2 separate regions of the Mus musculus genome follow, and region 2 is linked to region 1. The links are chromatin contacts, called in public ChIA-PET maps. All regions are on one chromosome and are shown on one strand. The core of a region is the stretch at or near the end of the contact, and the rest is flanking DNA. Distances in the headings are between cores, read along the strand shown.

The links. ChIA-PET counts read pairs in DNA pulled down with a chosen protein or histone mark.
Region 2: a contact with region 1 is called in an RNA polymerase II ChIA-PET map of CD8 T cells, with 5 times the contacts expected there. The contact joins two enhancer-like sites. A contact is called at or near these places in 3 of 15 datasets of contacts at CTCF or cohesin (CD8 T cells, the G1E-ER4 cell line and embryonic stem cells), 37 of 484 Hi-C or Micro-C datasets (B cells, CD4 T cells, CD8 T cells and 22 more), 19 of 115 datasets of contacts at active chromatin or transcription factors (CD8 T cells, DN3 thymocytes, the HPC-7 cell line and 11 more) and 4 of 9 other capture datasets (adipose tissue, embryonic stem cells, liver and 1 more).

What each region holds. Positions count from the first base shown.
Region 1 is chr14:122,011,680-122,017,046 of GRCm38.p6, forward strand. All of the region lies in intron 8 of Ubac2 (ubiquitin associated domain containing 2), which reads left to right. Among named protein-coding and RNA genes, the nearest start is that of Gm52103, 16 kb to the right of the region's middle. Within about 2 kb of position 2,217, at least 113 of the 459 cell types and tissues checked have an H3K27ac peak or open chromatin away from gene starts, as enhancers often do. A contact at or near this core is called in B cells, CD8 T cells, CD8 central memory T cells and 21 more, where this site is marked.
Region 2 is chr14:121,927,826-121,932,749 of GRCm38.p6, forward strand. All of the region lies in intron 4 of Ubac2 (ubiquitin associated domain containing 2), which reads left to right. It overlaps Gm46485 (a long non-coding RNA gene), which reads left to right. Exons shown (of 2, transcript XR_001781471.2): 2 at 1-4,924. Among named protein-coding and RNA genes, the nearest start is that of Gpr18, 14 kb to the left of the region's middle. Within about 2 kb of position 1,841, at least 101 of the 459 cell types and tissues checked have an H3K27ac peak or open chromatin away from gene starts, as enhancers often do. A contact at or near this core is called in B cells, CD8 T cells, CD8 central memory T cells and 21 more, where this site is marked.

The sequences.
Region 1 (5,367 bases), core at 967-3,466:
TCTTCCTCTCTCTGCTGTGATATGACATGACCTCGTGAGGCCGGCCTGCCTTTCTCCACCCACCCCCATCCTCTTCTCTTGCTAACCTATTTCCCAAATCTTGTGTTTCAACATTCCTGATTAGGTGCAGAACATCGAGGGTCTCACAGGCTGTATTTGTAATGCACACGCTTGGCATGTTACTGTAGAATAATAAGACAGTCTTGGTTGGGCGTGGCGGTGCACACTTTTAATCTCAGCAACTGAGAGGTCTCTGTGAGCCTGAATCCCATGACTTCATAAGCCACACATTCAAAGAAAATGTACATACGTGAAGGCATCCTGTCACAGCCACAGATGTAACACCATCGCTGCTGCTTCTGTACCTGTGCTGGGTCTGAGATTACAAGTTCTCAGAACCCATCCTGTTTCCAGGCGCCTTTGCAGGTTTGTCTCCCATTGAAGAGGGCGAGGCTAGAGCCACACATCAGGGTCTCTAAAGGTGACCCCAAGAAGCCAAGGGACAAGATGTCTCCACCTGCCTCCTTTAGGCAGACATGCAGAGAAGAGGGTAAGACGGTCTGGGCAGTGAGTCCTGCTCTGTTTCCCAGAATGGCTGAAGAAGCACCCTGAGATGTTGGACAGCAATGTAGGAAGAGAGAAAGGGTACCACGGGGAAGTGAAGGACTCTGGAGCAGCTCAGGGAGAGAAGAAGGGCATGCATGCCTCTAGATGGTCTAGCTCCTTCCTGTTCTGATAAGAACTGCACCCGCCCCAAGTCAAGTCCACAAACACTGGCTTGTCTATTGCAGGCAAGCTGTGGGGGACACAATACTGAGAAGCAGCCCTGTTGTAGCAAGACACGTGCTAGGGAAGAGTGGTGGGCAGCAGCTGCAAACTGAACGGTGGATAGATCAGAGAGGCTCCCCAGAGATGCCTGGAGGGGCTCCCTGTAGCCTGGAGAGTGGTGGAAAGGGAACTTGAACTAAGGAAAACATGGTCTTATATATATGAGAATTTATCAAAGCATAAATAAAGCCTGTCAAATAATGTCCTTTTTGTAACCAGACACAAATGTACTAAAGTGTCTATCTCAAGAACTGTTTCCTCTTCCCTCTGCCTCCCCCATATTTTCTTCTTTTTAATACTTTTTACTTATTCTTTGACAGCTTTATAAAGTACATAAACTATTTGGATCACCCTAGCCCCGTCTTCCTTCTCTTACCCTGTCCCACTTTCATGGGTTTTTCCCAGTGATCCACGGAGTTTAATGAAGGCCACACGCATAAGCATGGGCGGGGCGGGGGTTCCGGAGCATGGGCGCTGGACTCCTGCTTACACCGTGACAGAAGACTTACTTTCTTCCCTCGCAGCTGTGACCTGCCAGTCGTTCCTCAGCTAGGGCTGGGTTTGTGAGTCCCTCCCCCGCTGCCCTGGGATGTTAAGGGGGCCCTGGCTGCTGTGAGCCATGAGTGCCGTGGCCAGCACCGTCTTTCCTTGACCAGGTATTTTTGATACCACACTCATGCTAAAAATCAGAAAAAAAAAAAATATGGGGAAGGAGTTTGTCACCTTTCCTGATGACCTGAGTGAGAGTCTCATGGAGGAAGGAGAGAACTGACTCCCACAAGTTGTCCTCTAACCCCCACGCAAGATTATAAGGGGGATGCTATGAGGGGGCCTGGCAAGGTACACAATCTTGGACCATAAATAAGATTTATACTTTCTTCCTGTTCACTTCTAACTTCATTTTAGTCAGCCCAGTTACCGCTGGGCTGGACCACCCAACCCTAACGGTGCTGGAAGAGTAGGCAGGGAGGTGGCCCTTTCCTGAGCATGTAAACAGTAGAGCCCCCGTTAACCAGGAGGTGAGAGGATCAGATCAGGAAGACAAGAGCTGCTCTTCCCACAGGGGCAGTCCAGCAGCAGCACTGGGGGAGGGGAGCCCGCAGGAACAGCCAACCGTCCTGCTCACGCTCACGATAGAGAGGCAGAGCAGCGCTGGCCCTGCCATTCACATCCAAGTGTGCATGTGACCTAGCACGGAAGGGCAGTCCAGCTATGGATGGGGTGGGGCCGCCATCTCTGTGAGGTGGGGTGGGCATCTCCATCTATGAACATCAGAATTCGGGAAGTTAAAAACCCAAAATACCATTTGTTTTTGACACTCGTAACTAGAGGGAAGTTAAAGAAACCACAGTCTTTGTTGAGCAAAGCAGCAGTTGTCACTGAAGGTGCCGCTGCGAATCCTTGGGATGAGTGTCTGTCTTTGATGTGTAGCACAGGGGAGGTGAGTCAGGAGTGGAGAACAAAGGCGCCATTTTGCTAGCTTCTTGGAGTGAAAGTTACCTCGAGGCAGGTAGAAGTGTACAGGTCATCAGAGATACTTAAAAAAAGTATTTAAAAACGAGGAAAACGAGGAAAGAACTGTGTCTCTGTGTGCCGGTTTCCTCCCTCGAGGTGTGGTCTGTTTTTTGAAGAACACATGGGAGGGAAAAGTACAGTCCACCTGTTGTCAGCTGACAGTGACCGTGTCTCTTTCCATCCATGTTCCCTTCCTCTGGTCAGCCAGCCACTGGCTTCATTCACCATGTCACAGGAGGCTGAGTAAGGCTCCTGACGCCTATGGTGGGCCGTGATGAAAGGCAGCTGACTGAGTTAGTCGGCTGGCTCCCATGGTGGGAGAGGACTGGACACTAGCACAAATGCACACCCAACCCAGGGAGGAAGAAAGAGGGAGGCTCCCCCTGGTGCCCTGTAGATTCTGTGGTCTCAGGCCCTCACTTCGGCCACAGAAAAGAACCATTGGATATTCCACTTGGGGAACTTTAATGACTGAATAAATAGTTGTGAAAGACTACAAAGGAGCTGGTGTTTTCTCTGGTACCTGTAACCCCAGAACTCAGGAGGCTGAGGTACAAGGATTGCCACAAGTTTGAAGCCTGCTTGGACTACATAGTTTAATACAGCCAGGGCTATGCTATGAAACCTTGTCTCAGAATTAGACAGACAGACAGACAGAGCAGAGCAAGCAGAACAGTCTCTCTCGTGGGACAGTAATCACCCATGGTTGGATTCTAAGCAAACCTGAGCAAAAGATGGCTTAGACATTGGACTGGACGCCTCACTGTGCTCTAAGCTGACACTCCACAGTGGTTTAGACAGTTCCCTCTGTGGGTCAGGAGGAAGGTACCCAGTGGGCTGGGGGGGGGCAGCAAGGATTAAAGGAACGGCTTTTTAGAAAACTCCATGGGGCATTTCATAAGTTTCCCATACAAATTGCTGTCAACCTGGCATCTGGTAATGATGGGATGCAGCTCTGTGGCCTGCTGGTGGCTCTGCCTCAGCTGGGAAACTGAGCCACTTCCTTAAGGAGCTCACATCACTGAGCCTGACCGCCTAACCTCAGTTTGGGCTACTGTGTATGTCAGGCTCTCTTTTAGATGGGGAGAAATTGTCCCAGACATTGTCCTTGTGTAACACACAAGGTCATCAGCTATGTGGGAAATTGGAGCTGGTGGATTCCCGACCATTCCCTTTACCATAGCTCCATAGGGCAGGTCCTTCACAGACTCTCTGATAAGCCTATACCAGGCCAGTCAGCAGTAAACACACACTTGTCTTCTCAGCCCTGAAAAATACATAAATATAGAAGCCAGCTCTGACCAGTGGCACTGGGTGGCTGAAGTGCCAGACCTGTTGCTCACTTTCAGCAATAGAAGACTCTTCAGAGAAGACCTGTGAAGACCTGACTCATTGTCAAGCCAGTGGTGGACATGTGGTCATTCATGTCTGAGAAGGAGTGATCACAGCGATTGTGCACAAAGAAGGTGTTCATGCTCCTGACAGACCTTGCCTTCAGGGCCACTCGGCCATTCCAAACCCGAGGGCCCAGTGAGGTCTGTGCCACCTGTCCTTGTGTCTTCTGGAACCCACGCGTGTCATTAGTGCAGGGAAAGATCACGGACCATTGTTACAGTGGTAGCCAGACATCTCTGCTGGCTCTCAGCTCCAGCTATGACTTACCAGTCCCTGAGACTGCTGCCTGTTGACAGCATATAGACCTGCTCCTGGTCAGGCTCAAAATGAAAGTGAGCTACAACTCTGCGTGAAGTGTGCAGGGAGGCAGCAAGGATAGGAAGGGACAGACTGGCTGGAGACCCTGAAATATGCTCACACGCAACACTCAGCAGGAAGTGGACCCGTCCAACTACTGACTGGTCCAGAGACAGTGCTCCTCAGCCAGGATAACTGCAGAGAGCCACCTTACGATTGGAACCCAAGGTGAAAATAACTAGTCAGACTGCTTTCATCAGGCAGATTTTTCCCTCCTTATGATTTGTGTCTGGCAAACCTCCCAACCCCTTGACACTTAGGCTGATGGGAGCTTGAAAGGGTAAGGGTAAAGGGTAAGAGTATGCTCACTGTAAAATGGTCCCAACAGAAAGGAGAAAGGCAATTCCAAAAAATTAAATGGCAAGTTTGGTATTTTGGTGTCTGGCAATGTAAACCAGATTAGCACCACATGACTTGTAGATGTCAGAAAAATCTTTGCAGTCTGAGAAAACCAAAATAGCCCTGTTGACACAAGATGTCACTGAATTTACATCTGTGAATTTACATCTCTGTGGAGACAGAGCACCAGCCTATGGAGTAGATAATAGTACTGAGCTGACCTGGGCTTTTCACTGGGTAAGCTGATTACCCACTGAGCAGAGAGAACTTTCTCATGGGCTCAGAGCTCTATCTTTGATCTGGTGTGTCTAAAAACTGTCATCAGTAATGATTCAAATGAAGTTTGCAGGTTTGCTAAGCCTACTTAGGGGAGATACAAGTTTGAGAGGGATGATTGATGGCATTTAGAACTAACTCCTTTGAGTTGGCTGGAAAACAGGCAGAGCTATGTGCCGTCCTTTTACCTACAAGGTCACTGTAGGACTTGAGAACTCTCCTGAGTATGGCAGGTGAAAACTATCAAGTTTTTAGCAGACTCCTGCTAACCAGTTCACACGTCATAGCTCTCTACATAAGTGTGTATATATTCATATCCATGTGCGCAGATATAACACACACACACCTACCAGCACACACCCATGGAGTTGCACACTGCCTTGGGTACCATGTTTTCAGATGACACAAACTGAGAAAGGATTGGGGTCCAGAGACACAGTGTTAACAGTTTAATGTGAAATTCTAGTGCAAGCTCATGCATTAAAGCTTTAGTTACCTAGCTGATAGCACTGTTCGTAGGCTTTCTTCAGGAAGTAGGATCTAATCAGAAGGAGCAGATCACTGGGAGATCAGGTCCTAGGGTGTCTTATCCCTATGGCAGAGCAGGCCCTAGAATATCTTGTCCCTGGGGGGAGAGCAGGGCCTTGGGTGTCTTGT
Region 2 (4,924 bases), core at 591-3,090, 84 kb before region 1:
CTTTACATCTGGATTCACGAATAGGCCTAAAGAGTGAGAGACTCACTCACCAGAGCCCAGTGAGGCTGGGCTGTTCCCAGGAAGCCCACCACAGTCCAGCAGAACGTGCGGCACTCACTGCAATGTAGGGGCCTCCATTAGTTAATAGACTACCTGCAAAAAGCCGGAGACAATATTTCTGTGTCATCGGGGGGATTGATTCCTTTCCTGTGAGCAAAGATGATTTTTAAAATTTGAAAAGTACACACTTGTAGAAAACCTTGATAAATATGAACAGAGTGAGAGAATCCTGACATTAAGAGGTGAGTTGCAAGGCCAGGCATGGTGGCACAGGCCTTTAATCCTAGCACATGGGAGGCAGAGGTGGGGGCAGGGGCAGGGGCAGGGGCAGGGGCAGGCGGATCTCCATGAGTTTGAGGCTAACCTGGTGCAGTGAGCTGGTCCCAGGACAGCCAAGGCAACACAGAAACCCTGTCTCAAAAAACAAACAGAAAAGAAGAAAACAAAAAAGAAATAGAAAAAAAAAAAGAAAGAAAAAAAATGAGTTGATAAAGATATGCGTTTAAAATACTCTTGAAGTCAGATGTCAGAAGTTCACTGAATTTGAATAAACACCTAGATATTCTTACCTAGGTTTATTAGATGGTGTAAGTTTGCATATTAGTGATAAATTAGTAACCTAAAGTGGCAGTTTTTAAGCTCTGCCTGTAGTCACACCTGGAGCCACTAGATGGCGGTATTGGAACTTGGTAAAACCTGTAATTCTACTTAAAATTGTTATTAAATGAGGCTTGAGTGTTATTAAAAGAGCTGAAATGTTACTAAGTGATAACATATTCTTTCAGTAAAACTGGTAAGAGGGTGGCTGGGAGCATCCAGAACCAGCTTTGACAGTTGTCTTCCTGTCTCTGAAGCTCCTAGGCCCAAGTGAGAGTTACGAATTACTATTATCTACTCGCATTTATTTTTTCCTAAACAGTACAGTAAAGCGTATTTCAAACCATAGGAACACTTTTTGTGTGTGAATCCCCACCTCATTCCCTTGTGACAGAGTCTTTCACAGAACCTGCATGTAAACTGGCAGCCATCAGGACCCAGAGGTCCTCCTGTCTGTTTTGCACAGTGCTGGGTGATGGGTATGCAGAGCCACCCCCAGCTTGTACGTGACGGCTGGAGATTTGAATTCTGGTCCTGTTGTTTGTGCATCTAGCACTGTTACCCACTGAGCCTATTCCTGAGCTCCAAACATCACATTTAACTGTGTAGCAAGTTGTCATGCAGGGCAGCCTGGCTCTAATACGGAACTTAAGGAAGAATTCTTACCGATATCTGAAAGTTAAGGAAAGGGGAAGGCGGGTTGTTCTTTTTTTGTAAGGGGATTTAGTGATCCTGTTGAATAACTGTTTTGTGTGAGCCACAAACCGTATTTTTATCAGAATTGTTGGGTAAATGTTGATAGGAAAGTAGTCCTACTATGTAGTGGATATGAATGCCACTACCCTACAGCACACGCTTTAGCAGTTGTCTTCCCATGTCGTGTCTGTGGCTAGTATTGAGTGCAGATAAGGTGGAAGCTCAGTCCTTATCTTGTCATTCCTTCGACAAATGGTGTAGTTGTCAACAATAAGTAAATATTCTCAGAGCTCAGAGGAAGGAAGTAGGAAACTACGCGTTGGGGGACTTGATGGCTGGCGGTGCAAATGTGCACGTGAGTTCTAAGGAAGGATAAAAATAAGGAACAGGAAGTTGATTCATGAAAGTGATTTTTATTCCACTGCGTGCTTTAACTGAGAAAACAACCTAGAAGATGTGCTAATGTTTTATGGTGAATTGGTCTTTGAAAAGTGAGTTCTAATCAGTTTTTAGAACTGCTCCAGGGTGAGGAGGGGCCCATCTCCGTGTTCTGTGCATTGCAGTTATTCAAGCACACGTGTGGAGGCCAGAAGAGGGCATCATGTCCTCTGGAACTAGAGTTGTAGACAGTTGTGAGCCACTGTGTGGATACTGAGAACAGAACCCAGGTTCTCTGAAAGAGCAGCCAGTGGTCTTAACCACTGAGCCATCTCTTCAGTCCGTGGATCATATCTATGTAAAAAAAAAAAACCAATCTATCTATCTATCTATCTATCTATCAGTATATATGGATATACAGATATATAGATACAGATATCTACACACACACACACGCACATACACACACACACACATTATAATGCTGTATTTGTTGTGTCCATGTTTTAATTTATATCTCCCTAATCCAGTGCTGTATTGAGCTGCTCCTCCGACCCCAACCACTAGAGAGGGTTTCCCTGTGTAGTCTAGCTGGCTGTCCTGGACTTGCTTTGTAGACTAGGTACAGAAATCCACCTGCCTCTGTCTTCTAGGTGCTGGGATTAAAGGCGTGTGCCATCAGGCCTGGCATTGGCTGCTTTTTATGTGCTCAGCTGCTGTTCGTGTATTTTCAAGTCTCTCCGTGCACCTGTACTTAGATTTGTGACTTTCTTATTATTATAAGAGTTCTTTGAGAGTTCTTTGTATTCTCATACCAGTTCTTTAGGTGTGCATTTAGCAGATACTTCCCCAAGTTTATCTCTGTTGATTTTTATAATAGTGACCTTTGAAGAGTGTAGTTAAATACTCTAATGAAATAAAATCTACCAGTTTATAAATAGCCTATGCTGTGTACTCTTTGGAAAAATCTTCCTATGTTGTGCGTATTTGAGAAATCTCTGACCTATGTAGGTTTCTTCTAGAAATTTTATTTTAGGTTTGCCATTTGGGTTTATGCTCTATTTTGAATTTTTAATATATGGTTCAAAGTAGAGCTGTCTTCCTCACTCAGCACCTTCTGTGTGACAAGGTAAAGCCTCACCTGCCCCTGGAAAGCCCCGTTTTTGCTGCCCCCCCAGTTGCTACTTCTTCAACACGATCCTGACTTAATACCCCAGTTTAGTTTGTCAGTTTGAGCCACACATAGTGAAGCACAGGCTGTGTCTGGTTTGTTTCTGTCCTTTGTTTAGCTGTTTCCTTGGTGCCCAATGTAGCTCTAGTCAGTCTCGTCGTTAGTAGTGTAGTATTGTGGCAAGTCAAGACACCACACTCCTCCAGTTTCTATGGCCCCCTGTACCTCTTGTGCTGTGGACAGACACATGCTTCTGTTTGGTGATGTCTGGAGTTGGAATCTGAGTTGAAGGGTATCGTGCTTAGCTGTTGAAGATTGCTGCCATATCTTTTGTTGGTCAGGAATTTCAGAGCAAAGTATTGATCCTGTTCCTGTCAGCAGGGACTAGAGTTACCTGAAGACTCATTTTCCAGAGTGACTCACTCTTGTGGCTGTGGGTAGGAAGCCTTGGTTCCTCTTCTTGGAGTTGTAGGAGTATCCTTTTGACAGGGTAGCTCACCTCCAAGAGTGTCAGAGTCCTTTTCGTTTTACTCATTGTCGGGCTAAGGGACACACCACGTACCATAATTGTAGTCCACATTTTTTTACTGACCAAGAGACTGAGCTCTTCTGCTGTTGGCTTGTTGTTTATTTAAGTAAATATTTTGGCTGTCTCAGTGTTAACTGTAACTAGCTCTCTTTTAACTACCCAACTGTACATTTTTCTTGGTGTCTTGTTTTTTGTTTCATAGCCATGGTGATTTATCTTCCTGTAACACTGAGGAATAACTTCCAGTTTCCCCCCAAGATTTCATTGCTTTGTAGAATTTGTTTCTTTTGAATTCTTTCTACTTGCTGTTTTCTGATTTTGATATTAGGGGTTTTGCATAACCGGAGCCTTCGGCTGTTCATATTTAAGATCTAGTTAGAAAGTGGAGTGACAGGGATGGAGAAATGGGTCCACTGGGAAAGTGCTTGCTTTGTAAGCGCCACATGCAAATCTGGGTGTGGATCATGCACCTGTGATGCAGGAGGATCCCCAGCTCCTCCCACCCCTTCCTGGACATGGGTGGAGGGAAGTTCCCACCCTCTACTGTCTTGGTCTTTCTGGCTCCCTCTGAGGCTGTCTAGGGTTCTGCCCTAAGGACCCTGGCAGCACAATTCAGAAGCTGTGGAAAGGGGCAGACTGTGTGGGAGAAGCCACTTCTTACACAAAGGAAATCCCAGGGGCTTAGGAGCTCTCTGCTAGGAACATGGCACAAAGACTAAAAAGAATTTGCTTATTCCACCACAGTCTGTCAGTAGGCAGAGAGATGAGAGCCATCTCTCGTTTCTGGCTGCCTCTTATGGTCCCAGAAGACACTGGTCCTGCAGGGCCTCTGGGTAGTTTGAGTGTTAATCTAGGAGCTTTTCCAGCTCAGCAAAACTGGTCTGCTGTTATTCTCACAGGCTTGAGTCTCAGTCGTGAATTGACACTATGGTTACTGTAGTTGTTAGTGTCTAAGCCCTAATACCCAGTATGCCCTCTCCTCCTTAGCAATTAAACAGGTATTGGGGAAAAGCTGCAGAGGGAGATTAGTCCAGTGTGCTGCTTTAGGGGGAGGAATAACTAGGAACAAGGCAGTCTGGGTATTGCACTGAGCTTTAGGCTTAATCCGAGGCAGGAGACTGATGTCGGAGAGCAGTCTTGCACACTGCTGTCACACCCAGCACCACTCTCTGGGCTTCAGGCTCCTGCAAGGACATGTAGCAGGTTGTCAGCACCGTGTAACCATCTTCCTGGCAGACAAGTTCTTTCTCTGGCTGGCACGGCTGCCTTATCCTCCTGGCATGAGGTTCCTGGGGATTTGTAGTTCTTTGGGGTACATTATTTCAATACTCTGATAGCTGGAGGGAGGTGTGCAGTTGTCCACTTGAACTGTTTTCATTGCTGCAAGACCAGTTACTGATTTCCAGTCAGGAAAATTTTATTATTCGCGGCTCTTTGTCGTTGTGTGTGCCTTTCGAGAAGCCCTCTCCATGTCATTCTCGAGAGTTGGGGGA